Regions from separate parts of the Larimichthys crocea genome. Here region 2 is linked to region 1. Evidence: chromatin contacts called from public Hi-C data. All regions are on one chromosome and are shown on one strand. The core of a region is the stretch at or near the end of the contact, and the rest is flanking DNA. Distances in the headings are between cores, read along the strand shown. Region 1 holds the start of trabd2b (TraB domain containing 2B). Region 2 holds the start of foxd2 (forkhead box D2).

Region 1 (6,486 bases), core at 320-2,819:
CCACTGTACTGACGCATTACAAATCACATGAAGAGAGGGAAGCACGAAGCTCTTCACTGATCTCTGACAACACATCCATTATCCCATATCCTATAGAACATAATGCACTAAAGAAACAAAAGCCTGTGATCTAATCCAAATCACACCCTAATGACATCCGCACAAACACAGCCAAGCGTCTTATTATTATTTTTTTAAATGAGCCTGTTGCTGAGGTCATATGTTTGTTTTTCCAGTAGGGTGTTGGATGTGATGTTTGATTTTTTTTTTTTTTTTAAACTTGTTTTTCCTTGATGTCAACGATGCATTCACGGTGATGCAGAGCTGACAAACAGACAAACAGATCCGGATTGGCTGGCTGCACCTCAGACTTGAAGCCACATTCATAATTTCACCAATATGCCCCGATAAGTGTTTTAATAGGCTCTGTGTTGCGCTGAAACATGATCACGTCTGAAAAGGTCATGGCAACTTTTTCCAAATGAAGTCAAGTCACCCGTGGGTGTTCCCCACTTGCATTTGTCACATAAACAGCCATAAACTCGGCGAGCGGTAACGATATTTCTCTGCAACTGCTTTCATTTCAGATATTTAATGAACCAGAAATAACTGAACTTCACACGTCTGACATAAGATACAGTATTTAATCACTTATTATTATTATTATTATTATTATTATTATTATTATTATTATTATTATACATTCAGGCTATCCACATTAAGCATGTCATTTTAACTTGTGCATCTAAACCAGCTTTTTGTTTAGCCGTCTCTTCACCTCATTGCACATCAGTTTATTAGTCGATAATAAATATCTAAACGCTCGTAACCTTTGACCTCATTGTAGAGCTCAATACGATAAATAATAAACTATATGAGATGTGAAGTTTCCCCTAAAATGATACCATAAAATCCTATAAAATCCTAAAGTGTCACCATGTTAAGTGCATCACTTATTTCTTTAGGTTGGATATAACAAACTTGTCAGACAGCGTTATGTGTTATGTATATATATACAGGCGGGTTTCATGCTTGTCTGTCTCGGGAGAAATGAGGCTGTTTGATTTGATGAAGTGTCCCAACACGACTCACCGACTTTGGTGCGTCGCACTGCTTCGGTCTCTCCGGTTGATGTGCGCCCCAGGGTGCCACAGTGTGCAGGAGAGCGCTCAGGAAGATCCAGCTGAATCCCGGCAGGCAGAACATCGTGTCGAGGTGACAGGACACTTCTGACAGTCAGCTCTAGGAGACTTTTATGTCTCTCTTGTATGCTCTCTTCTCTCGCTGCCTTGTCACCGTCTCCTTTTTAAAAATAAAATAAATAAATAAAAAAAGTTACCGGTGGCCTCTTGGCTCACATGTGCCGCTCGGCTGGAGGACCATTCTGCCTCTTCGCCATTCCCCGACGCTCTCCTCGGCTGCAGTCAACTTCTTTTCTGTCTGAAACTTTTTTCCTGTTTTCTTTGACTCGGTGCTGAAGTCCTGAAGCTGGAGACTGTTTGGAGAGTTTTCCGCGGTGCGCTCCGAAAGTTTGGAGCGTCTTAACTGGGAGAGAGGGAGGTGGGACGATTTGAGAACCCCCCCTTCCCCCTACCCCCACCAGAATACACTCACACACACTCACACACACGTACACACACACACACACACCCCTGCGTCTTTTAAGAGGAGGGAGCGCAGGTTCAGAGAGAGATGACAGGTTTGCGTGAGGAAAGCCCCACAAGACAGACCCAAAAGGAGTGCGGAGTGGTGAATGAATGTTCTTAAAATGCTCGTATAACTACAGTGAGTTATCACTACACGGCAGCATTTCATATAACATACTCGAATATCTCTGCTCAAGAATGAATATGATTACGAATATCTTTGATCTTCCCTGGTATCATATTATTCAATTAATTAAAGATTAATTAAGCACTTAATTACTTAATTCATACTGAACTTTTTTTTTTTTTGCTTGATCATATTTCTTATATATCACTGCGGGTTTTTCCTGTTTTATTAATTGTTAAACTGTTAAATTATGTCTTTACAGTGAGACCAAAAAGACTTTTTCCAGGTCTTTCAGCCTCATTTCAGTCTTCTTCTACACATAAACGGCCTGATGTCCAGCCTGTATGTTCATTGTGTTTCCTCACATCAATCTCACCACTGCGCTGCTGACGTTTGTGTGATATTTTTTCTAGAAACTATAATTTGGTTTCTGTAGCTCTTTACTTTAAAGAATACAAAATACACAGAAGTCAGGTGGCACTGGCGGCCGAGCGTTTGATTTGGTTTGGTTTTCATCACAGTCATTCCAAAGATGTAAATGAACAATATTTCAAACGTTGTCATGTGCTTCCTCTTCAGGAGGATCACATTTATCTCTGTCCGTCTCTGTTTGACAGCCCTGCAGCAATCAGAGGGTCTTGTTGCAGCAGAGAGCTCCAGACCTTATTTGTATGATTAATGATCACAAATAAACAGGTCCAAGTAAAGACAACTGTGAGAAGTGTTTGGTTTATTTTCACTCTGGCGCTCTTCTTAAGATGTATTTGGTCATGATGTGGAGCAGGCGAATCTGAAGTCAATGCCTGTGTTGAGAGAAAGTGGCCCCTCTCTGCTCAGGCCGCGATGTCAACGCTTCGCTACTCTGCTATGACCTCAGTTATTGTCCAAGTGGCAGACAGTGTGACAGAGTCAAGTAGTGGGAAATTTATCATGGAGACCCCTCAAACAAGTGGCACCGGGCCCCTCCCTGCAGGCCTATAGCAGACGGACCTTGGACAAGCAGCTCTTTGTCCTCAGCCATGTTTTCCCTTCCTCTCCACTCCTCTTCTCACCACTCCATGCTCACTTCTGTTACTGGGCAGCTTTGTTAGCGACCGACTGTCCCTGTACACTCATTGTATTTTCCATTCAGATGAGGCAGATTGGGTGTTTCTGCCGAGTGTCTTTGATCAGCTTGTCTCTTAACACAGTCTCACGTTGTAAAACTGTGACACCTCTGCCCTTTGACCCTTTGACTTCTTTTATTGGGCACCATTCATCAAGCTCTTAGAATATGAAAGGCTGAAAAGTCAATATTTCTTTGTTTTATACATCTGCACGACGGCCTACTTGAAGGAAGCCTCAGATGGTTTTAGATTCATGAAGGCAGCACATAAAGGAATAACACAATAGAACCATGTTGATCTAATCTAATCTTTTTATCCTCGCTACTCTGTTTCTCCCCTTTGTGGCTCCTGCTCTGAGACAGGTGTGGGATTTCAGTTAGCGGTTTCATCTGCTCTAATATGTCCACCTGTGGACTCAGGTACTTGCTTTAACCACACCTTGCAGAGAGGGCTTCTCTTTGAAGGTGCTTTTCACATTCTTGGCCGGTTAGAAGAGGGCTTATGAGCGGCTGGCTGCAGGAGATTCCTGGATGGGGGCCAGCGCTTACAGCATAGTGCGCATATAGCCGGGGACGAAAGAAGACTTTAAAGTTAATGTTCTGTTAGCAGACCACAGAAACGCTCACTTATAGAATGCACATCTGGGGAGGCGTTAGAGAGAAAGGCAGGCAGGAGAGAGCGATCTAAAGGTATTTTTAAAATGTTAAACAAAGACTGATCTGCTACTGGAGCCTTTCAACACTGATACTTTCCTCCACTTTCATTGACTTTGCATATTTTCCTTGAATGTGTCCATTATACACAGTATGGACCCCATATGGACAGATAAAGAAAAAAACCCAGAGGGAGGTAGGGAGAAGGAAAAGAAAGAGTGAAGAGACCTTGTTAATGTTTGTGGCCCTGCAGCTCTAAGGATCCTGTGTCTACTTGTCCTTGTGGCTCCGTGGCTGCCTGTCGGTCTGATGTTGAGCAGAAGTCCTGCCACAAAACCCCCAACATTAACTCACTGCCTGCGCCTCAGTATCATTACTTGTCTATCGGTATGTAATGATAGAGGTAATGCTTCTATTACAACTGCTACCACTGCTACTACACCACATGAAAAGGGAATATGAACTATTACAGAGAAGTGGTAACTGAAGCTTTGTTTATTATGCACACAGGGACCCCTAGTGGTGTGAGAAAGGATTAAGATGGTGCACAGTGTGGACAAAGGTAAGGGACACGGGGAGATGGTTGACCCGAGGCAGAAAGACAGTGCTTCTTCAAAGAAAATGTGAGTAAGATGGATATGAAGGAGTGGCTCATAGCTTTAGGCAGCCATACCTCAGAGACTGGCTGTCAGACTGACTGTGAAGGCCACACTGAACACTCTCTCTGTCTCTGTCTGTTGTCTCTGCTCTCTGCTGGACTACACACACACTCACACACTCACACACGCGCACACATACACACTCCCTCGCTATCTCCACTTGTCTCTTACTCTGGCTCCAATATCCTCCGTCCCGCTTTGAAGATGTCGAGGAATAATATTGACTGAGTCTCTGGTGAAATGTTATTGTGGTTTCCCTTTCCGGACGTCCTGGGGAGAAGGGGGTGAGGGGATGAAGCGACAGGATAAGAGGTGGTAGAGGAGTAGGAGAGTATGTTAGGGGGTGGAATATGTCAAAGAATGTCAGAAGGGGGTTCAAATTAAATTTGTTTACGCCTGGTCACATAAGACAGATAGAGATAAATGGGAGTAAGCTAAATCAACCAAAGCCTGTAACACATTTGGTTTGTATCTGACACTGATTTTGGTTTTCAGTGACAACAGATCTGAATTAAGTTGTTTTCTCTGTATTCTCTGCAGTGGCGTCCCCTGTGGCGTGTTGACACATGCAGTGGATGGCTATCTGTCTATCTTCATCATCCAGAATGAGCAAAAGCAGGAGAGGAAAGATGAGAGGAAGAGATAATGTGACATGGGTCATGGTCAGGGTTGTTTTTCTAGAAGAAATGTCAAATGGGTTTCTTTTTTTTTCATCTTCGTAATTGTTTTGGGCTGAGAGAACGAGGAACATGAATCAGAATTACATTGATTATTATTTTCAGTCTTTTTAGGTTGACCATTTTTTCGAACCCCCAAGCCAGGACTCTAAATTGTACCGCATTTCCACACTGACAGCTTCAGGTGTCATAAAGAGCTACAAGATGACCTACATATAGGCCAGCAACAGTCTTGACAATGACATTGAATGACACACATACTTCAAATCAGTGTGGGATTCAGACGCATTGGTGAATTGTTCATATTGAGTGAGGTAATAATGAGTGTAACAGAACATGAAAAATGTCTATGTAAGCATAAAGCAGCCTGCTTGAAACCGAGATGATCCATGGTGATCGTCTGGTCTTGAAATCAATGTTCTCATTTAACTTTGCAAGACATCCCAAAAGTTTGCTTCAGATTTGATGATCTGCAAGTGATTTGAATTGTCATTTTAACCCAATTAAACTCTTGTGGTTTATTTTAGATGGACATGTTAGATAGCGTCCTCCACCACAGTCATCAAAACACCAAATGAGGGAATTCATCCAGCAGTGATCCAGAGTCTTAACAAAGGAGCATTGAAATTGTTCTGGAGGCTCGTGGTGACACTAAACACATCTAATTTCTATTGAGGTTTCGTTCACGTATCAGCCACCTGTAGATGACTTTCCATTTAACGTAAAGGTGGCCTGTCTTGTGAGTCACAAACATAATGCTACACACATTGTCGAAATGTCTTCTGTCCTGAGATTTTATCCAAGCATCAGTTTTGATTATAGTTTTGATTTTTTGCACAAATATACACACATACTTACTGACTGCTTTCACAGAGATACATATCTTTGTATTTATTTTCAAGAGTATATAATGCTTTCAACATCAAAGGCATGGCTGGCAAAGTCACCCCATGGTGCATTGTGTTCTCTCCCCCTTGGCATTGTAAGTAATTGTATTATCCATATCGGGAACCTCCTCCCTGCTGCCTTTTCTCTCATTCTGCCCCATTTACCCCTGAGAGCCAAAGCAGGGGAGGAGGTGGAGGAGTGAAAAGACCCCCCCTGCTGTTAAGTAGATTTACCTTTTGGCTATTCAAATAGTCAAAGAATCAGATATGGAGGAATAATGATGTCTTCCTCTTGTCATTTCAACAACCATAGTGATGCTGCTGCAAATCTCAGCACAGGACAATAGATGTATTCATATCATAATGTTATGGAAATAACATATATATATATATAATGTTAGACTGTATAATACTTTTGGTGTTCAATGTCAATGTCCTGTTTGTGGTCTAACCAAGCAGGGGTTCAACAGAGACTGCCAGTGCCAAATAAGGCCTTTGGCGTTGACTGGGGAATACAGTATAAACAGCATGTGTTATGATACTATTAAATCAAAATCTCTGGTCTGCACTGATGTGCAGGAACCACACATGAATTCCAGCCCAACGGATCAGATGAGCTCTTCTTTAAGTCAACCAAAATCTGGATTTGGACTTGACCTTTTTTTGAAGACGGTCATCTACTCTAATGAGGTTCTTTGAAGATTATCTTATTGTCCAAGGTGCTTTTATGT
Region 2 (6,426 bases), core at 788-3,287, 150 kb before region 1:
ACACCGAACCTCTGGAAACTTGATGAACATGAAATGTATTACAGCGCACGTTTGGTGGGGTTGTCAAATCTGAACTAATCTGATAAATTAAGTAAATAAAGAATCCGTTACATAATGTTTTTTTCAAGGAAAACGTGTCATGACGAAATCAAACGCTTTAATAATAAAAAGAGATTTTAAATAAAACAGGTCAATCATTTTGTAGCTACACTAAAAATGTTTAAGAAGGTCATGTAGACCATATCATCACATATAATACTGGCTAACCTGTTTATCTTTAAAGATACTCGAATAGAGTAGAAATAAACAAGTCCAGGCACTTCATCATGCAGGTATGGCCCAGCCTGTGAAAGACGGTGTGAGAGGACAAATGAATAAATAAAATGTGGACGTTGTTTTTCATCAGAAATATTTCATCATATGAGCTTGCTTGTGAGACGTGGAGAAAGTACCGTGTCATGTCTGTCGGGCAGCTGTCAGGCAGGTGTCAATGCGTCTATTTCAGACTTTAAAAGGCTCCTGACAGGCAGCGAGGAGAGGAGAGGCACACGGCTCGAGCGGGGGGCTTCTGTGGGGTGTTTAACAAGATGCATGCTTCACTTGCACTTGATTCCTCAGTGGAACAGTCATTTCCTTCAATAAAGAGAAAGCGTGCAAATGCAAACTTTAAAAAATAAACCTGTACTGTGCATTAAAACTATGAATAAAAAATGAATCTAGAAAAAAAATGAAACACTAAAAATATGACATATCTGTGTGCTGTTTGACCCGGGAGATGAATGGGGGGTGCTGATGTACATGCCTTACAATAAATCGGTGTTTCTGCAGCGTAATGAACTGGAATGTCCGCCTGCTCTCAATAAGCCCGCACACATTACAGACGCGTTACACTTTGTCATCTGCTGCCCTTTTTCACTCCTGACGAAGACGAATTGGAGCAGGTTGCAGCTGACTGTACCAGTGTGCAGCACCCTGTGAATTATGCAGAAAATGCACATGGATAATGTTGTGACTTATTGACAAGGAAAACACAAAACCCGTGAGAAGTGATCATGGAATTAGGCCACTGGCCAAAAACCACTGAGGGGGGAATTCAATCCGGCCAAATCAGCCAATTTATTAGGGAAGAGAAAAGACGCAGGCAAAAACTGATGGAACGGATCAAAGCGTGTCATGTTGTCAACATTAAAAGCAGTAAATAAATGTCAGATGAAAAGAAAGTGGCATATTTGAGTAAATTTGGCAACATCCTGACATTTATTATGAAAATATTTTTTGTTTTAGAGATAATGGGCGTAAATTTTATGCATTTCATTTGTGAAATCAAGAAAATATATCAAGTTCTGTTATTATTATTAGTATTATTATTATTATTATTCTTGTTAATAATCCTAATAATAATAATAATAATAATAAAGACCACTGACTATATCTGCATATGGACATTTGACGTGTTTGCACGTTACACGAGTTGTTTTGACCTCATTATCTGTTTTTTGTCGATGAGCGTTATGAGCTGATGAAATTTGTAAAACTCGTGAGCACATCATAAACAAATACGAAATTCGCTTTGACTAAAAGAAAATATTGATACATGCTTTGCCTGTGTTTCATAAAGATCACCATCACCAGTACACCTTATACTCTATCTTATCATACACTCCAAAAAAAGGGTCTTTTTAAGTGAGTCACGCGATCTCATATTGAGAAATAAAACCAATATAATGATGAATTTTAATCCATATTCCTAATTTTCTTAATACATTTTCAATATATTGACAAAATACAGGATAAACAAGATCGATCACTATATTAAGTCAATTCAAAACTTAAAAACAAGTTAATATGCATTACAGAAATAGAATACTTTGTAACGAAATATGATTTTTAAATTCAAGAGCAGATGCAAATATTACTTTTTGCGGGGTAATTTCGTCCAGTTCCTGGTAACAGTGACTCAAAGACCACGTGATCAGCGTGGTCCTATAAATACCTTTTGAGAGCTAAGGAGGATAGTGTGATAGTCTGGCTGGATACCTACCCAACCCCGTGCGTAAAAGATATTTTGGAAACTTGGATATCTATAAGTAGCTTTTTAAATGACCTACAACAAAAACTGTTCACATACGGAAACAATCGGATCTCAACACAACACGAGTCCAGACTGGTGCGAGATCAATGATCTTTGACTTTTTTTTAATGCCTGAAAAACTGTTTTCTGCTCGATGAGAACCTGCCCTGCCTGACCAGCCCCGGACAACCAGGAGTCGCCAAATCCACAGGTCAAAGAGTTATTTATCTTTTCAATAGATTCTAGCCATGTATGCATTCAGTAGTTGGAGATAAATCTGCAGCAAAAGTCTGGTGCGGTTGTAAAGGGGAGAGGGAGAGTGTGTGTGCGCGCTCTCGCTCTGTAGCCTCACCGGACCCGAGGAGGAGGAAATCTGGGAGAGAAGGGGAAGAGAAGCGGCGTCTCCAAGGATGACTTTAGGGACGGATATGTCCGACAGCTCTGCATTGTCCGAAGATGTGGACATCGATGTGGTTGGGGGTGACATATCCGTTGGGAAGGACGGAAAGTACATTCACCACGAGTTCAACTTGGACAATGACTCGGACGATAATTACTCCCAGAACGCGGGTGAGAGAGGTTCCTCTCCCGGGCTCAGCAGCTCCGACTGTCCGTCAGACCAGATGGGGTCCAGCGCAGAGGTCGGGACCGTGATCGGGGACAAACCCAGAAAAAGTGCACTTGTGAAGCCTCCTTACTCTTACATCGCCCTGATCACCATGGCCATCCTGCAGAGCCCCAAGAAACGCCTCACTCTCAGTGAGATCTGTGAGTTCATCAGCAATAGATTCCCTTACTACAGGGAGAAATTCCCCGCGTGGCAAAACTCTATTCGCCACAATCTTTCCTTAAACGACTGCTTCGTGAAAATCCCACGAGAACCTGGCAACCCCGGAAAGGGCAACTACTGGACCCTCGACCCGGATTCCGCAGACATGTTCGACAACGGGAGCTTTTTGCGCAGGAGGAAGCGCTTCAAGAGGCACCAGGCTAATGAAATCCTCAGGGACACCGGTGGCTTTCTACCCGGGTTTGGATACGGCCCCTATGGATACAACTATGGACTTCAGCTGCAAAACTTCCACGCAGCGCACAACCCGTATCACCCACACCACACAGGTGGTTCATTCCCGTTCCCCAACGCCCCCTGCACCTTGCCCCCATCAGGCTCCATATTCCCTGCGCCGCATCCCCTGCCCACCCTTTTAGGGGCCGATTTAAGAAAGCCCTTTTACCCTCAACTAAGCCCGTCTCTGCCGCCTCTCAAGACGGACTCCAGCGCCCCGAGTCGGCCTTCGTTCTCCATTGACAATATCATCGGTGCGGCCAACTCCACCGCCTCTTCCTACAGCGCACAGCCGAGCAGCCAGGCTCAGATCCTGGCCATGTTGACCCCAGCACTGGCCTCAGCTTCCAACCATTTGAACCTAACACAGGACAGCATATTACAACCCGGGCCACAGGGTCAGACTTTTTCCAGCAAAACCCCGAATATGAACACTTGCCCTTTCTAGAAAAATGGTGAGGTTGCCCGGTGAAAAAAAAAAAACTTTTATTAAAAAGCCACTTGTGGCGTCGTCCTGTGTGAAGGTAGGCTGTATCCTCGGTGAAATAAGAGTGCTTTTGGGTCTCCCCGTTTCCTAACAATGTAAGAGGAGAGACAGGTTTATTTATGGATTGTAAATATGTGTATAATATTAACAGACAAAAGCGAGACACACTCTGAGAAGGATCTTTTTTTTAAAAAGAAAACAGTGCTGGCCTGCAATCTGGCATGTGGCCTTCATTTGTCAGTGGGAGAAAAAAAAATCCTGTTATTTGAACATAAATTAAAAAGGTGTCACCCGATTCTTTTTTTTTTTTTTTTTTTTAAATATAATTGATAATTTTATTATGATTTATATTGTTTTCATTTTGTGCGTCGTGAGAAAATGGCACTGTTGTTGTTGACATAGGCTTTGAGACGGCAAACTCAGGTTTTACTTAGAAAGCACATGGAGACAAAAAAAATAAAAATAAAAATAAAAAAAACCCAAACAAAAATAACCATGTCCCACTATCACCCCTCCCTCCTCTACATGGTGAATTTGTGACAATATCATTTCCTGTTGTCGGTGGACACGTAGGCTATGTGGTTTTTTGGTATAAAAGAGCGCATTACCTCTCTCAACCTTTTAATTGTTGTTCGTTAATATTTCACAATTTAATCTATGAAACATACAGTATGTCATGTGTTGCCAATAGAGAGAGAGAGAGAGAGAGACACCTAAATGTTCATAGGTCATTTTTTTGTTGTAAAGACAAGAATAATAAATGTTTGTGAATTTGAAAACAAAAAAAAATCGTAAATTTTTTGTTATTGTATGGAATTTTTTTTTAATTTCACAGAAAGGGTCAATATAAAATAGACTAAACAGCAGCACATGAGGTGAACTAATATAGATGTATGCTGCATTTAAACGCGCAGATGAACTGTCCTCAGCATGCATGCTGCAGGGTTTCATTGTTTCACTTTAGAAAATCATTTTTATTTACATATCTGCAGATTAAAGGTCAAACTTAAATAGTTATTATTCTTCTAAATCACGCAGCTTCTAATATTAAGACATTTAGGCGTTGACACGAGATCACACGAAATATGTCAGCCTGTCTTTTGGGTGTGAGAAACGCACAGTTTAAATATTTCAAACAGGACTGGATGTATATAGCAGTCATGAATATCACGCAACAGTGCGCAAGTATTCCTCTTGTGTGGCTCTCGCTCGCTTGTAAAGGACCATTTTCTAGCAAGTTACAAAGGGGCCTAAAATGAATGGGGGGACGTTAGCAGGCCTCGGCGGTCTGTAATTGAAAGTGAACAAGCATATACCCACGGTCTTTTGGGTTTTCGTTGCTAATTTGTAGCAGCATTTTTCATCAGGCTCCTAATCCACCATAATGCGGCTTTTTGGCCGTTTGTTGATGTTGTCAGTGTGGACCCCTGGCCCAAGGGAGTGAATGTGCGCACAGCGAGCGGTCTCCCTCCTCCCCATGTGAGACCAGCCACACACATTTAGACCCTGAAAAGCAATCTTCTCTAAAGGCCCTCGGTTTGCTCGGCTTTCATGTCATCTGTGTTGTCTCGGGATACATATAAAAGAAGCAGTGGGACTCGTCCGGCTACAGAAAACAGGCCCATTGGTCTTTTTCAGAGTTGTTGGAGCACATGTTTCCAGACAGAAGGGGGGGTGTAAAGCCTCCTTTATTTACCAGATCTGTGTGCAAATGGTTAAATTAGTTTGTGGGTGTTTTGACAGATTATTAAGGATGAAGGGTGGGAGGGCTGACTCCTCTGTTTTCCCTCAGCACAGCTCACTGAAAGTCTTTGAAACGAAAACCAACACATGCCTACTTTCTTCATCCTGGGCTCAGCCTTTTCTCTCCATCTTCTTTCTTTCTCTCTCCCTCCTCGAAGTGCAAATTGGATAATTGATAAATATCGCATGAATTTGGGGGGGGAAATAATTCTGATTAGAGCTTCTCCTGCCGATATATAACCAGGATGTTAATTGATATCCCGCTTATATAATTTGCAGAGTAAATGAGAGAGGGGGGAAAAAAACATTAGCAGACTATTGAAGTTTTTTCTGCGCACACTCGCCCTGTCAGGGAGTCATTACTCACCGCATCAGTCCATTAAAATCCACATGAAGCGTTTGCAGAGGTGGTTAAAAAAACCGTTTAAATAACGGCAGGAACAAAAACTAAGCCAATAAAAATCATGAGACACAAAGCAGCACACACACACACACGATCTCTCTCTCTCTCACACACACACACAGACACACACACGCATGATCTGCCATGGGGAGGTCCAGCCAAAGGCACCGGCTTTGAAAATGGACCATTTGAGGCTGAACCCATTTTTACGGATTTTCAGCTCAAATTCTCACAAACTGTCCATCTCTGCTGTAAGATTACAGGCCTGTGACCAGAATAGACCTGGAACCTGCTCTTCCTCAAACCACCACAAACACTGAACACATTAGACATTCGGGGATCTTTCAAAAGGCCCTATAATTTTTCATGTATGTCCTAAAGGGGATATATCATCACTGCTTATATATCGACACGTTATATGCAGAAAGAAAAGAAATACATCCCTGTTTTCCGTGCCGGGGTTGTCACTTGAAGACCACCCACATGTTGCAGCAGCAGAGAAGTGTGTCTTTATTTAGGCGACGACATTCGTCATTTTTCGTGACGTTTTCTCAAACGAAATAAGAAGTGAGTGATATGTGGAGTGACAGCCAAATGACTCAACAGTCACCGAAAACACATTCATACATTTCAAGGCAATTCCCATCTCTGTCTAA

The links. Hi-C and Micro-C count contacts between places; a contact is called where the count stands out from the background.
Region 2: a Hi-C map of muscle shows a contact between it and region 1, with 2.2 times the contacts expected there. The contact joins the promoter of foxd2 here to the promoter of trabd2b in region 1. A contact is called at or near these places in 2 of 7 Hi-C or Micro-C datasets (both in muscle).

What each region holds. Positions count from the first base shown.
Region 1 is chrXVII:18,547,099-18,553,584 of L_crocea_2.0, reverse strand. trabd2b (TraB domain containing 2B) reads right to left here and starts at 1,569. Exons shown (of 7, transcript XM_019279549.2): 1 at 1,093-1,569. The coding sequence starts at 1,206.
Region 2 is chrXVII:18,696,815-18,703,240 of L_crocea_2.0, reverse strand. foxd2 (forkhead box D2) reads left to right here and starts at 2,037. Exons shown (of 1, transcript XM_010730243.3): 1 at 2,037-3,927. The coding sequence starts at 2,482. The coding sequence ends at 3,585. LOC113748027 (a long non-coding RNA gene) reads right to left here. Exons shown (of 4, transcript XR_003464068.1): 3 at 453-633; 4 at 140-344.